2 separate regions of the Danio rerio genome follow, and region 1 is linked to region 2. Evidence: chromatin contacts called from public HiCAR-type data. All regions are on one chromosome and are shown on one strand. Each heading gives the region's core, a stretch centred on a gene start, on an enhancer-like site or on the middle of the called end of the contact. The rest is flanking DNA. Distances are from core to core; before and after follow the strand shown.

What was found. HiCAR-type assays count read pairs that join an accessible place to other places.
Region 1: a contact with region 2 is called in a HiCAR-type map of caudal fin, with 10 times the contacts expected there. The contact joins two enhancer-like sites. A contact is called at or near these places in 6 of 18 Hi-C or Micro-C datasets (caudal fin, embryo, fibroblasts and 1 more) and 1 of 4 datasets of contacts at active chromatin or transcription factors (caudal fin).

Annotation. Positions count from the first base shown.
Region 1 is chr20:26,438,983-26,441,982 of GRCz12tu, forward strand. sh3rf1 (SH3 domain containing ring finger 1) reads left to right here. Exons shown (of 12, transcript NM_001045487.2): 7 at 2,309-2,439. Among named protein-coding and RNA genes, the nearest start is that of si:dkey-15j16.3, 18 kb to the right of the region's middle. Within about 2 kb of position 1,264, at least 6 of the 62 cell types and tissues checked have an H3K27ac peak or open chromatin away from gene starts, as enhancers often do.
Region 2 is chr20:26,303,412-26,306,200 of GRCz12tu, forward strand. All of the region lies in intron 14 of nek1 (NIMA-related kinase 1), which reads left to right. Among named protein-coding and RNA genes, the nearest start is that of nek1, 21 kb to the left of the region's middle. Within about 2 kb of position 1,315, at least 12 of the 62 cell types and tissues checked have an H3K27ac peak or open chromatin away from gene starts, as enhancers often do.

The DNA.
Region 1 (3,000 bases), core at 14-2,513, 140 kb after region 2:
CTATGCGTCAACGAGTAGGCTACGCCGTAGCATATGTGTGCGCTTGACGCAGAAGTATAAATCATCCTTAACTCCAATATTGATTTAGGATTTTAAAAAGTTTTGATTCAGCATTGTTTTTTTTACTGCTGTCACTCCCGAGTGAACGCACATTGGTGGATCTGCATTAACAGAGGTGCGCAGTTGTACAAATCTTCATTTGTCGACAGACAGTTTGGCTACTTGTCAGAGTTATGGGAATTGTCTGCCCGACGGTAATTAATTAAAATAACTTTTTTTGTCATCCCTTACCCAGAATATAAAAATACATATAAACACATTTAGATCATTTACTTTAATCAATACTATTGGAATGTTAATAGTACATGTTTCTGAAGTCACCTACTGCACCTTTAGGTGTAATTTTTCTGGCAGTTAATTCTGCTGTAGCGACCTCTGATTAAATGGAATAAGCCGAAGGAAAGTGAAAGTGTAATTTTTTTGTTATGACAGCTGAATTTTTTGCATCATTTACTGAATGAAAAGTTTATAAGAAAAGCATTTATTTGAAATAGATTTTCTTGTAACATTCAGATGGAACTTGCTGAAAGTTTTAATTTATTTAAAAAATAACCTTTTGAACAGGAGGGAAACACAAACACACTCACATAAACAAAGCAAACCTCTCATTCGCATATACATTTGCATGTACACACACACACACACACACACACACACACACACACACACACACACACACACACACACACACACTCAAATCACAACACTAAACGAGGACAGTTTGCCATTTGATAGCCCTTCATCTCCCTCAACACAAACACACACATCATTTGAGGGAGTTGTGTGGGCCTCAGGCTGGACACTAATGGCTCTACGAGATTGATGTGTGTGTGGGTACTGTTTCCTTTTGTTTTCAATGCATTGTTTTTGTAAAGGTAGCCTTAGCGTGCATCAGGTTCCCTCTCTGATCTTGTATGCAGGATTTAAAAGCAACAGCTCTTTTAGATTTTTAAATGCAGTAAATTAAGCAAATTACATGAGACCAATTAATTAATGAAACGCAATAGGCAAAAAGCATTAGGAGAAAGGGCCTTGTAGGAGAACTTGAAATAAACAGGGGAAAAACGTGGCTTAAAGCAACAAAACAAGAGTTGTTTTCATAGTGGTGCCACTGGGCTCATAAAGTCTGTGTGCAGATGTGTGCGTTGGTCCATATGGAAGCGATTTATCCTTCTTCAGCCAGACATGTAGCCAGGCTGGATATCCACCAATCACAACACCTGCCACAGCCAAAAGACCCGCTTGTTAGCAAGCAGCCCACAAGCTGGACAGTCACAGGCAGTGGGATTAGGGCTTTATGGCATTGTCTAAACTTAGATTGAGATCGCTCTGACATCATTTTCTGCCACATATACAGTTGAGATCAAAATTAGAAGAGTGATTTATACACACTTGATCTTTTTTTTAAATACATAATGTAATCATATTCGAAATTTGAAAGAGTTTTAATTGTGACTGTACAACTCTAGTAAAGTGTTTGACAAAATAACCAAGGCACTTCAATCAAAATCCAAAATTCGACTGTAGCCTGAACAGCTAAAAACACTCTTCCTCCTCCTCATTTCACTGCCTCATTCAGTCTTTCCTTAATTTGTCAACCATCAAAGTTTTCCATCAGGCCTGAATAAATTTAATTTACTTTGGGCCAGTTTTCTGTTTTACTCCTCAGAAAAGAACATTTAGAAAATTGTAGCTCATTCTTTAATTTTGTTTTCCATTGTACTTTGCTTGCATATATGCAAGTAGATAGTACATAGATTAACAATACAATTCAAAACAAGAGGCGAAACAGTGACTTGAATAAACTAAATTGTCTGTAGTGTGTGTGAATAAGTGTGTATGATTGTTTACCTCTACTAGATTGCAGCTGGAAGGGCATCTGCTGTGTAAAACATATGCTGGATAAGTCAGCGGTTCATTCTGCTGTGGCGACCCCTGATGAATAGAGTAGTGTCTGTCCGCGGACTCGAGACGAGCATATCAATTCATGCAGGGCTTCAGCATCAACAATTGATGGAGGGCGTGTCTATAGTTGGGGTTGATGCGATCATCATAGCGTCAGCCATTTAAGTGCGCAATTGGCCACTGTCTGAGCTGGGGTATTTGCATAACAGACAGATACACTTGGCTGAATAAAGGGACTAAGCCGAAGGAAAATTAATAAATAGATTCAAAACAAGAAAGAATGTACTGTTACATGCATAATTCTACTGGTGTTGTAAAACTAATTGGTGTTTGATTGTTTCAGGATGCTCTTCCTCCTCCACCTCCTCCTCCACCTCAGTCTCAGTCCTCAGTTGTTGGCGCTGCCGCCTTGAATGCTGGCCAAAGGCCATCACCCGCTGCGGGCGACCAGAGTGGCCGTCAGAGACCCACAGTGTGAGTGCAACATTAAATATACACACTTTAAATCAATTTAGTGATGCATGCTGTTGAAGAGAGTATGAGAGAGTCCCTTCACCTCTCTGCTGTTAGCCAATGCAAGCTGACCGTGACTGAAACCACAGGTGAGGGGTCAGAGGTCACGTCTAAAGGGAGTACGATTGTCAGTCGGGAGTTAACCTGAGCCCTGACCCCCTCACCTTTCACCTTTTTTTCTTCAGATGAACTAAACACAACACTAAACACGCCTGATTTCTGTTGGATTCGCTTATTGTGGCCTGACAGGGGAATTTTTATGCCCGTTTTTTATGGCATTCTTGTTTACACCTTTTTAAATTATTAGAAAATTATATGTCTTAGAGATTATTCATCTATAGTAAATGTCTGTTCATAGTTAATACAACCTGTATGTAATGTTCATAACACATCCATCTGCAAATATTACCCATAGTTTCTTCATAATTGCACTTTATAACTTTTACATATGTCCGTCACTTACTGCTATTGCACTGCTAGTTAGACCTAAACTGCATTTTGTTGCCTGGTGCTTGTACATGT
Region 2 (2,789 bases), core at 65-2,564:
TTTATATACAATTTTATTGTATTTTTGAAAGATGTTCCTTACTTAACAAGACTGCATTTATTACCTAAAAAATGTTATAAATACAGTATTATAATGACAAATGACAAATCATTACAAATAAAAATTACTGTTTAATATTTTAGAATATTTTAATATTTACCAATAAAATGTAATATTCAAAACTGAATTTTAAGCAAGAATTAGCCTAATTTAACATTTTTAGAATGAAGCTTAATTATATCTGTACAGGGTATACGTATGGTCTTAAAAAGTCTTAAATCTCAAAAGCTTAATTTTAGGCTTTAAAAAGTCTTAAACCTACTGTAATATTGTGTTGTAGGTCTTAAATGTTTTTAACAGGTCTTAATTTTCCTTTGTTTATGTGTAGCTACCCAATCTGGCCATCAACACCCATACAAACACCAACAATCCCACTCTCAATAAAATTTAAATAGCATTTAATTAATTTCCTTTTTAAATATTATTACTATTGTAGACTGAAGTATTTGAAGGATTTGTTTTTTCTATACTTGGTAAGGTTTATAGGGATTATTATTATTGATTATTATTAAATGGATTCAGTTGTAATTAATTTGTAATTGGGCTAGTGAAAATCTTTTGTAACTGGGATATTTAAAAAATACTTATACAGGGCTAAATGCTAAGTCTAAAATTGCATTTATAATGGTATTAAAATGTCTTAAAAAGTCTTACATTTAACTTGGTGAAACCTGGAGAAACCCTGTTATAGTACAGCATTACTTTCAAATAGAAATCTTTCATAACATACATAAATTTACTGTCACTTTTGATCAATTTATTATGACATTGTTGAATAAAAGTAGTGTTAAAACGTGTTATATTTAATTTAGTGATAACTTTACAACGTTTTATGTATTTTCTTTTTAATTTCTCTCTCTTTTTTTTTAGATTTCTTAAAACAAAACATCAGAATGCAAAAGTGGCCAGATTATAATTTGAGGAAAACAATAATCATGTTTGTGTTTTTGTGTAAGGCCCAGTCAAAGGCTCGTGCTGCTGTACTGAAAGAGCAGCTGGAAAAGAAGAGAAGAGAAGCGTATGAAAGAGAGAAGAAAGCATGGGAGGATCATGTATGTCTTCATCTTTTCATCTCTTCCTTTTCCATCTCTTCTCATTGATCTCTTATGTATTGTATTCTACATTATCTTTTGTGAAAAAGCAGCTTGTCGCTCGAGGAGTAAAAGTTGCAGTTGGGCCTGTGGGTGGGACTCCCTCTCCTGCAGCCCCTCCAACTCCACCATCTGACCCCACCCCTCAGGAAGCTCCTTCTAAAGCCACACCCTCCTCTAGACCCAGCACTCCAGCCATCTCTATGACTGCTGCACTGAAGGATGTGGGCGCGGTTAGTCACTCATCATCACAAAATCATTTGTTCACTTGCTGTAACAACCATCCTATAGCTGTCTGTGCTTTCTGTTTTTGGCAGATTTCATCAGGGCAGAGTTCTCCTATGAAAGAGGACTCCCTTAAAGTTGAATCATCAGATGTACAGGTCTGAAATGCATATTTGGGTTAAATAAATGCTTTTATATTGTTATGTTTATTCAGGGTTTGTATGGGTGCTCCTTGAATTTTAATCAAGGTTTGAAAAATGCTTAGATATTGAATAAAGTGCTTAACACTGCTTGAAAATGATGTCCCTTTTATAATAATTTATTTTACTGAATAGCTAAAAATAATTAACAATTTAAATAAAATCTATATTTTTTTTAGCATAAAATGAAAACACATGTGCCTGTATTATAACCATGCTCTTTTTTATTTATCTGCATCCTTTGAAATGAAAATAAATATAAATTTACGATGAAATATGACACTTTAAAGATGCAAGTAAAATAAATTAAGGGAATAAATGACAGTAATTCAATGTTGGGATTGGGGCAAACATGCCATCAAATATTTTCCTTAGAATACTCTACTATAAAATACAATAACCAATAGCATCTGATATAATGTGATGAAGTATGTAAATGTGTAAATAAATATGTCATTTATCTCTTCTATTAAAGTGCTGGAAAAGTTTAAAAGTGTTCTTGAAAAGGGCATGTAAATTTGACTTTGGAAAAGATGAAACAACTGTGTTTTTTGAATTACCGTCACTGAATACTTTAACTGGAATTTTTTAGAGTGACAAGAAGGAGATTCTTCGCAGACTTAATCAGAAGGTTCAGACCACTGAGGAAGTTTCTGTAAAAGAGCCCACACCCTCCAGCAATCAACCATGTCCTGATCCTCAGCCAGTCCAACCCTCCATCACAGAGGAAAGGCCTTCCACAGCTGCAGATAGGAAGAAGTGGGAAGCCGTAGCTCCACCCATACTGTCTGTTGCTGAACAGACTCTCGAGGAAACCTGTGCTACTCTGGCAGGTATAAACACTATGATCTGTAAAAGAACATGCAACAAAGTAGTTAGATTTGAGGAACGGGATACACTAAATCAACATTAATCTAGAAGGCTGCATGAATATTTTACAATAGCAGTCCAGTTGAAAAGTTTGAATCCACAAACTTCCAAAAATAATTACTTGAATAACTCTTAAGATTATTAATCAATTTAGGTTGGATTGCAGTGTGGTTGTTTTTCCATCCCCAAATTAAGCACATCCTACACAAAAAAGAGGGATTTTATCACAAATCTGAAGACTTTTTAAACATATTATGACCTTTTGTTTGACATAATAATTTTTTTTTTTTTTTTTTAAGATTTATTTTTGGCCTTTTTTGCCTTTATTAGATAGGACAGTATT